2 separate regions of the Rattus norvegicus genome follow, and region 1 is linked to region 2. The links are chromatin contacts, called in public Hi-C maps. All regions are on one chromosome and are shown on one strand. Each heading gives the region's core, a stretch centred on a gene start, on an enhancer-like site or on the middle of the called end of the contact. The rest is flanking DNA. Distances are from core to core; before and after follow the strand shown.

The links. Hi-C and Micro-C count contacts between places; a contact is called where the count stands out from the background.
Region 1: a contact with region 2 is called in a Hi-C map of liver, with 4 times the contacts expected there. The contact joins the enhancer-like site here to the promoter of Larp1b in region 2. A contact is called at or near these places in 4 of 12 Hi-C or Micro-C datasets (hepatocytes, kidney and liver).

What each region holds. Positions count from the first base shown.
Region 1 is chr2:125,901,130-125,905,196 of GRCr8, reverse strand. It overlaps a transcript of Larp1bl not described here. Among named protein-coding and RNA genes, the nearest start is that of Larp1bl, 33 kb to the left of the region's middle. Within about 2 kb of position 2,051, at least 1 of the 93 cell types and tissues checked has an H3K27ac peak or open chromatin away from gene starts, as enhancers often do. A contact at or near this core is called in liver, where this site is marked.
Region 2 is chr2:125,861,855-125,865,771 of GRCr8, reverse strand. It overlaps Larp1b (La ribonucleoprotein 1B), which reads right to left and starts at 1,775. Exons shown (of 10, transcript NM_001415051.1): 1 at 939-1,775. The coding sequence starts at 1,467.

The DNA.
Region 1 (4,067 bases), core at 802-3,301, 39 kb before region 2:
TGTGTGTGCCCACTGTGTGCCTGGCACCCACACGTCAAATCCTCTGCCATCCTCATCTCCTGTGGTGCTGTTTTCATGTTAAATCTGCTCTAATGCTAAGCTGTCCTTGTGCTCATGTAAAACAGCTATAGTTGATTCTACATGCCCAAGCTCTGGCTCTAAAGATCCTTCTGGCAGTGTCTAACATCTAGCCTAGCCTAAATCGGAGCACGGAGCACACCAACACTTCTGCTTTGCTGTCACATGCCACTCTCTGATCCCACTTTACTTTTGAGCTCCATATGCCTAGAAAAAAGTAATCCCTTTCTTTCAGAATTCTTAGCCATGTAGATTTATAATCAGTTAGTTGACAATGTGTGCCAGGCATTGCCCTAGGAAAACTGTGTGTGAATACTTTATAAAATGCAAAATGTTGGGGTTGGGGATTTAGCTCAGTGGTAGAGCGCTTGCCTAGCAAAAGCAAGGCCCTGGGTTCAGTCCCCAGCTCCGAAAAAAAGAAAAAGAAAAAAAAAATGCAAAATGTTGTATAATATGTTTGTGTATTTGTGCATGTCTTGGTCAGCAATTGTTCTCTACTTCATTATTACTAGTTCTTGAATTCAAAGATTCTTCAGTTGCTCCTCTTTATTTTTTTATGTGTATGGGTGTTTTTCCTGCCTTTATATGTTTGCACTACATATGGGCAGTGCCTATAGAGGTCTGAAGAGGGCATCGTATCCCATGGAACTGATTGTGAGCCACTGTGTGGGTGAATTCAGGGTCTCTGGAAGTGTACCCGGTGCTTTACTGTCGAGCCACTGCTCCAGCCCCTGCTCTTGATTTTTTCCAGTCTCATTAAACCTGGAGGTTAGGTTCTGATTATACTGATCCTCCAATTTCCATCTCTCCAAAACAAGGGTTACAGGTACACAACACCATGTCTAACTCTTTACATGGTGCTGAAGATCCAAATTTAAGTTCTAATGATCATGAGGCAAGCCACTGAGCCATCTCCCTAGCCTAGGTCCTCTTCCAGGGAACCTAAGTTTGACACCCAGCACCCACTTAGCTCAAACCAACCAGTTCCAGGGTTACAATAACCTTTTCTGGCCTCTACAGACACTGCAAACATGTGGCATGCACACACATAAAGGCAGGCAGGCAATGAACCCATACACATAATAAACAAAGAAATAATAATACTGAATATATTTTTAAATATATATATGTATATTTTTAAATATATATATATATATATATATATATATATATATATAGTGTATATAGGGGAGGGGCTAAACGATCCAACACCAAAGTATTAATAATGTTAAATTAAACTCTTGGACTAAAACCTTTCAATTTGTAAGGAATGATAAATTTTGTGTTGAGCTAAAAGGAAGGCTCGGCAGCTAAAGTCACTTGTCTCCAAGTCTGATGATTTGAGTTCAATCCTCAGGACCCATACAGTAGCGAATTGACTTCCTTCCTCAGATTATTTTCTGATCTCCATACCCATGCACCTCCCCTCATATAAATATTTTTAAAAGATTATTATTTGAAAATAACCTAACCATATGCTTATGCTCCATAATGTATATATAAAGTTCACTTAACAATGAATAAAATTAGGTCAGAAACTTTGAGTTTCTAGATAGCACAAAGTACATGTGATTATTATAGTGATGATACCCAAGAACCAGCACCAGCCAGTGTTCTAGCAAAGAAGACAGAAGACTCTACTCTCACCACAATCCTAGAAAGCTTTCAAATGGAAAGCACAAAACCAAGAATGGACAGTGGGCAGCAATCAAAGGGAAGCATTGGAAACCAACCGCAAAGCACCTTTCCCTTCCTTTATTTAAAAACATGAAACTTGTGTCCTCATGTAGTCAGAGCAGGGGTAGAAGGATAAAATATAATCTCATCCGTAAAAAAGGGAAACTGATTGTATCTCTAAGAGAAAAATAAAATACTTCTTGTTTTTGCAATGGCTGAGATCCAGAGTCAGCATGTCTGTTTTCTGCCAAGGTGTAGGACAGAAGTCCAGATCTGTGGAAACTTTCGTTCAGTCAAGAGTGTGGGCTGTACCTGACATTCATGAAAATGGCCTAAGGGTCAGAAGGCTGTATTCACAGCCACAAAACAGTCTACAATTTACTAATACCGGTAAGAACCACAAACCAATATCCACAAATAATACAGTCCCTCACAACTACCCAGGAAGGCTGTAAGAGATCAGAAATGACCTGATTTTTTTTTTCCCCAAGGGAGCTTAGCCTTTGGAATACACACTTTGGAGTGTGGTGCTTTTCTGACAGCATTTAAATATACTGTGTCTAACTGTGTCAGGGGTGGAATGTAGTTCACTGGTAGAGCACTTGCCTAGTATACTTGAAGCCCTGACTTGTATCTTTAATACTAGAATAAAGAAATAAAAAGATCTATTTTCTTTTTTCCTTCCTTTTGTTTTTTTCAAAACAAGGTTTCCTGTAGCCTTGGCTGTCCTTGAACACACAAGAGAACTGCCTGTTTGGCTGGGATTAAGGGTTTTGCCCTGCTTATTAAGAAAGGTTTGTTAAATGCCAAGCAACCAGAGCTTACAGGGACTAAGCCACTACCTAAAGACTATACATGGACTGACCCTGGACTCTGACCTCATAGGTAGCAATGAATATCCTAGTAAGAGCACCAGTGGAAGGGGAAGCCCTGGGTCCTGCTAAGACTGAACCCCCAGTGAACTAGACTGTGGGGGGGAGGGCGGCAATGGGGGGAGGGTTGGGAGGGGAACATCCATAAGGAAGGGGAAGGGGATGTTTGCCCGGAAACCGGGAAAGGGAATAACACTCGAAATGTATATAAGAAATACTCAAGTTAATAAAAAAAAAAAAAGAAGAAAAGAAAGGTTTGTTAAATCAGAACTATTACCCTTGGACTTAGCTATACTTTAGAGCATGGAGGCCCTCAGAGGCCTGTGGGTCATCAGCTGTACTTCTGGCATCCTCCAGACACAGAACACCCTCCCACTTACAAAAAAAAAAGTGTTTGTTGACCTGGACAAATGCAGTCTTTGAAATCCCAGCTTCCTCTCTGTACCTCTAGTCTCCAGGACAGAACCTGGTTTATAATCCTTTAAAATTCTTCCCACAGTTCAGCCATGTATTTTTGATTACCTTTCCTTAGAGAGCTTACCTTCTGAGAATCCAAGCAGCACTTATTCTAAAAAATGGTAGATCTGACCCATCCTTTGCCCACTTTCCCCATTCTATAAAAATAAGCACCCTATAGAACCCCTGCACCCATCACAGGACAAATTACTCACATCCACATAAGCCCACAATTTTACTTGCTTCCCAACTTTTACTTGTATTAAATAGTTATTCAGCTAAAGTAACATCATTTTATAGTAAGTTGTGTATCGGTCAACAATCAAAAATGTAAAGTAGTTTCCTCTGGCCCAATAATCAAAAATGTAAAGTAGTTTCCTCTGGCCCATTTACAATTCACTCTAACATGCTGAAGCCTGTAATGTGCCTTAAGAGCCTTATGAATAATCACATTATGTCAACGTTTGGAAAATCTTAAAACATTACAAAAATAGAAATATTCAAATTTAAACTAGTCACTTAGGGAAAGGAAAAATAGTAATAAATGAAAAAACCAAGTCAAAGCATTCTTAAGTTATGTTAAAAATAAAGGATAAAAATCTTGGATCTGTAGAGCTGGCTCAGTGACTAAGAGTACTGGCTGCTATTTCAGAGGACCTGTTCAATGCCCAGCACCCACATGGCAGCTCACAACTGTCTGTAACTCACACCCTCACACAGATATACATGTAAGAAAACCACTATATGAAATAAAAATAATTAATTTTTAAAAAGATAAATCTTTAAAAAAGAAAGATAATTTACTTTTCGTAAATTAACTCAAGTTTCTCTTGAAGGCCACAATTTCAATTTTTAAAACCGTTCAAAGTCTATGTATATGACAAACAGAAAATTTATGAATTATATATTATAACCAAGGCACACATTCATTGGGTGTGTACACTGACATCCAAATGTCACTGGGGATGGGCGATGATTCACAAT
Region 2 (3,917 bases), core at 526-3,025:
AGAAACTAAATTGGCTCAACATTTATCTCCCCCTACAGGAGAGATACAACAATCACAATTGTACAGGATCCCTTCGCCGCGTTTGACCCTCACAACCCCATAAACATGCTCAAACTTCGGCTGTTCCAACGACTCTCCCCAGACCAGCGAAAACTTGCCAACAAAACAGTCGCAATTTCCACAGGAAAAAGCCTAGTTATTTTAGTGCAGTTTAATTTTAAAAACAAATGGGAGAGTTTTACTCAGCATTTCCATTCTAACATTTTTTTTTCTTTTTGAAAGACTTTACTAAATAAATAAGCTCAGTCCGGCTTCGAACGCCTAATCCTCTACATCAATAGGCATGCGCCACCAAATACAAGCCAGTATTAATTTTATTTTCTGAACTGCAGTTGTTGCAACCCAAATAAAGCCCCAAGGGCTGTATTGCATTGGTCAGCATTCGAGCGCAATGGCACAGCCCAATTTCTAACGCGCAGGCAGGCTACCGTGGGACCAGCTGTGCAATCCAGACTCCCAGTCAACTGTCCTATCTCAGGCATTCTGAAACACAACCGAAAAACACCTAATACCAGCTGCCTTCAGAGCCACATCTACCTGGCAGCTTTTTGAGACTTTCGTTTCACCAACTTTACCTCAGGAGCGAGCCCGATCGCGCTTCCACTTACTCACACGCAGGCTCGTCCCGACTCGCTTCCACTCTGTGGCAAGTTCGCGGAAACTTTTCCACAGTATTCACCGCGTCCAGGACGCCGACACGTGAAGGCACGAGCCCAACACGGCCGCGCTGCCCAGTCACCCACGCCGTGCCCCTACCCGTCAAGGAGAACCTGAGGTCCCACCTCTTCCTGTCGCTCCCTCTCCCACATGTCCATTTATGTAAATCGGCACAGTGAATGACACCTAGGAACCAAACACCTCCCGCGGATCGCACTCACCGGCCTCCGGGGAGTCCTGAGCGGGCGGCGGCACGCCGGTGCCCACCGGGGACAGGTGCTGAGGCAGCTTCTTGGTCCACGGGTTCCCCTTTGGCAGCGGCGGCGGCTTGTCCTCGAGGCCGGCTGCCGCTGGGTCCTCACGGACGTCCTCCGGTGGGTCCCGAGGTGCTGGCGGCGGCGGCGGTGGCGGCGGCGGTGGTGGTGGCGGCGGCGGCGGCGGGGCCTCCCCGCCGAAGGGACCCCCGGGCGCACGCGCCTTGTGCGCCAGGTGCAGCGCCAGCGGCCTCACGGGCACGGCCGCTTGCGGCACGCTGTGTCCCAGCACGAGCGCCGGCGACGGCTCTCCCCGCGCCCCCGCGCTGGTGGCGGCCGCGGCCCGCTCCTCCCTCGCCTCTTTGCCCTCCCGCTCGCCGGGCGCCGGCTGCTCCGCCCGCCGGCTCGCCGCTGCCAACAGCGCGTCCCGGTCTCCGGCCACGGCGGGCGGGTCCTCCCGGGGGGCAGCGGCGGGCACCGGGGCGCGAGCGGACATGGCCGGCCCCTGGCCCCAGCCTCCTGCCCAGCCTGGGGCCGTCCGGGTCCAGGGAGCCCGGCCGCCCCTCTCTCCACACGGGGGCACCGACCCGCTTCGGTCCTGGGACGCGGAACCTGCCCGCCGAGGCGTGCAGCGCCCGGCGTGCCCGTCCTCCCCGCCCGCCGAGCGGAGCGCTAACCGCCCGCCGCCCGGCCTCGTCGCAGCGCACGGCTGGAGCTCGCCACACGCGCCGGGCGCGCCCGAGCCGCGAGCCCTCAGCGGGCGCGGGCGACGACGCGGCGCTCCAGCCAGTCTGAAGGATCTCTGGCGAGCCGCGGAGGCGCGCGCGGCCTTAGCCGGTAACTGCCCCAGAGGGCGGGGCGTGCAGAGGGCGAGGCAGTCGGGGGCGGGGCGTGCAGAGGGCGAGGAAGGCAACTGGGCGGGGCGTGCGGAGGGCGAGGAGGGCCAATGGGCGGGGTGGTCAAATAGGCGGGGCGTTTATAGGCCGAGGCGGGCCGATGGGCTGGGCGTGCGGAGGCGGAGGCGTCCAAGAGGCGGGGCGCGCAGAGGGCGAGGCGGGCCAATGGGCGGGGCGTGATAAAGGCAAGACAGCCAAGAGAATCAGCGTTCGGTAGGCGAGGTGCCCAAGGACCAGGGCGAGGGCCAGTCAGGGTGAGGGGCGGGGCGGGTAGAGGACGAGGCAGGGTAGGGGGCGGGCACCCTGGAGAGTGACATGCCTACTCACTGGCATCCCTAAACGCTGCGGGCGACCGCGGCCTGAGGAGTCTTCGCGAGTGCGGCGGGCGTGGTTTGATGAGGGCCCCGCCCTAGCGGCCAGCGAGGTTGAACCTGCACTCTTGGGGAGCACCCGACATCTGTGACCCAGGGACAAGGAGGACTCTCCTCCGGAACCGGGAGGATTAGAAAGCCCATATTGCGCTTCAGGTTCTTCAGGAGGGTGGGTCCTTAGGACCCGGGAAAAGTTTTCCGCTAACGCTGTGGACTCCGTAGGCACTCCTGATCCGCAGCCAAGTTCAGGTGAAGACTCAGCCGCGACATTAAGTGACATTAAGTGACAAGTGCACTTACTTGTCCGTCCTGATTCTAACCCACAGACAACGAAATGCTTGAGTTCTCTTGAGTAAAGCAAACACTTAACATTTCGCCACCTTTTTCATTTTTCACTTTTTCAATGACTTTTGATGTTTTCAAACTAGATGTTCGGTAGCACAAGTTGACCTCGATCTCGAGGTTGGCCGTGAGCTTTCTTTTCCCCTTGCTTTTGAGACAGCGTACTACTATAGTCCAGGCTGCCCTGGAAGCCATCGACTTAGACCAGTCTGGTTCTGAACTCAAAGGAATGCACCTGCCTCAGCCTTTTAAATGTTGGGATGACTACAGGCGTGAGTACTAGGCACCAGGCAGTCTTGAACTTTTTTTAAAGAATTCTTTTAGAGTTCCTAGGGCTGGTATTAAAGCTTAAGGACCACACCCAGTAGGCTTTGTACATTCAGTCTCTCCGTCTAGATGTCTTTTTTTAGATCTGCCTGCCTCTGCCTCCCAAATGCTGTGATTAAAGAAGTGCACTGCCTCACCCAGCATGAATTATTCTATTTTTAATTACAGGAATGTGAGTACGTGTGTGCATTTGTGTGTACAATTGTGCAGGTGCCCCAGATTACCGGAGGAATTGGATCACCCTTAGCTGGAGATACAGGCTGTTGTGAGCTGCCCAGCACCGTACTGGGGAGACCAAGTGGCAAGCGCTCTTAATCTTAAAGCCATCTCTCCAGCCCCTTAGCTTTGAATAATTGACTGAGTGAAAAAAGGAATACAGAGGGAAGGGCATAACTGCTCCCAGATACGGTGGAGTCTAGAGTTGACAGGACCAGATTGAGACTGAGCTGGGGCATGCAGGGAGTAGGGGAGCGGGTGGAAGAGGGGAGAAAAAGGGACAAACTGCAGAAGCCCGAAGGCCAAACGTACAAAAGGGACCTGCAACCAAATTGGTTGCATTATATAGGGAAGAGCAACCCAGTTGCCTGGGCTGGGAAGTTCAGTGTAGGAGGTGGAGGGTTAGGGCAGCCAGGAGGGCCCTACTGGTACGGACTGAGGGTTGCAGGAAGAACACAGCTGCCAGGTCCCCTTTGATATGTTAAATAAGCACCTCAGCCAATTGCTGCAGGGTTTGAGATTTAACCCTGACCCTGACTCCACCTCCCTTCGGATTAGAGGAGGTGAGCATCACTCCCAGTTTGTTAACCAGTCTTAATTTGTGGAAATAGCACTTGATTACAGCTTAACCATGTTCCCAATATTTCTCCCCAGCGATGGGTATTAACACAGTACAATTTGGTAAGCCTAGCAAGCTCTTTCTTTTTTAGCACTGAAATTTGATCTGAGGTGATATTGGCCAAACATGCTTCAGGTTTGATGAAGTTGCATTGTTCAAGGTCATCATTGAGAAC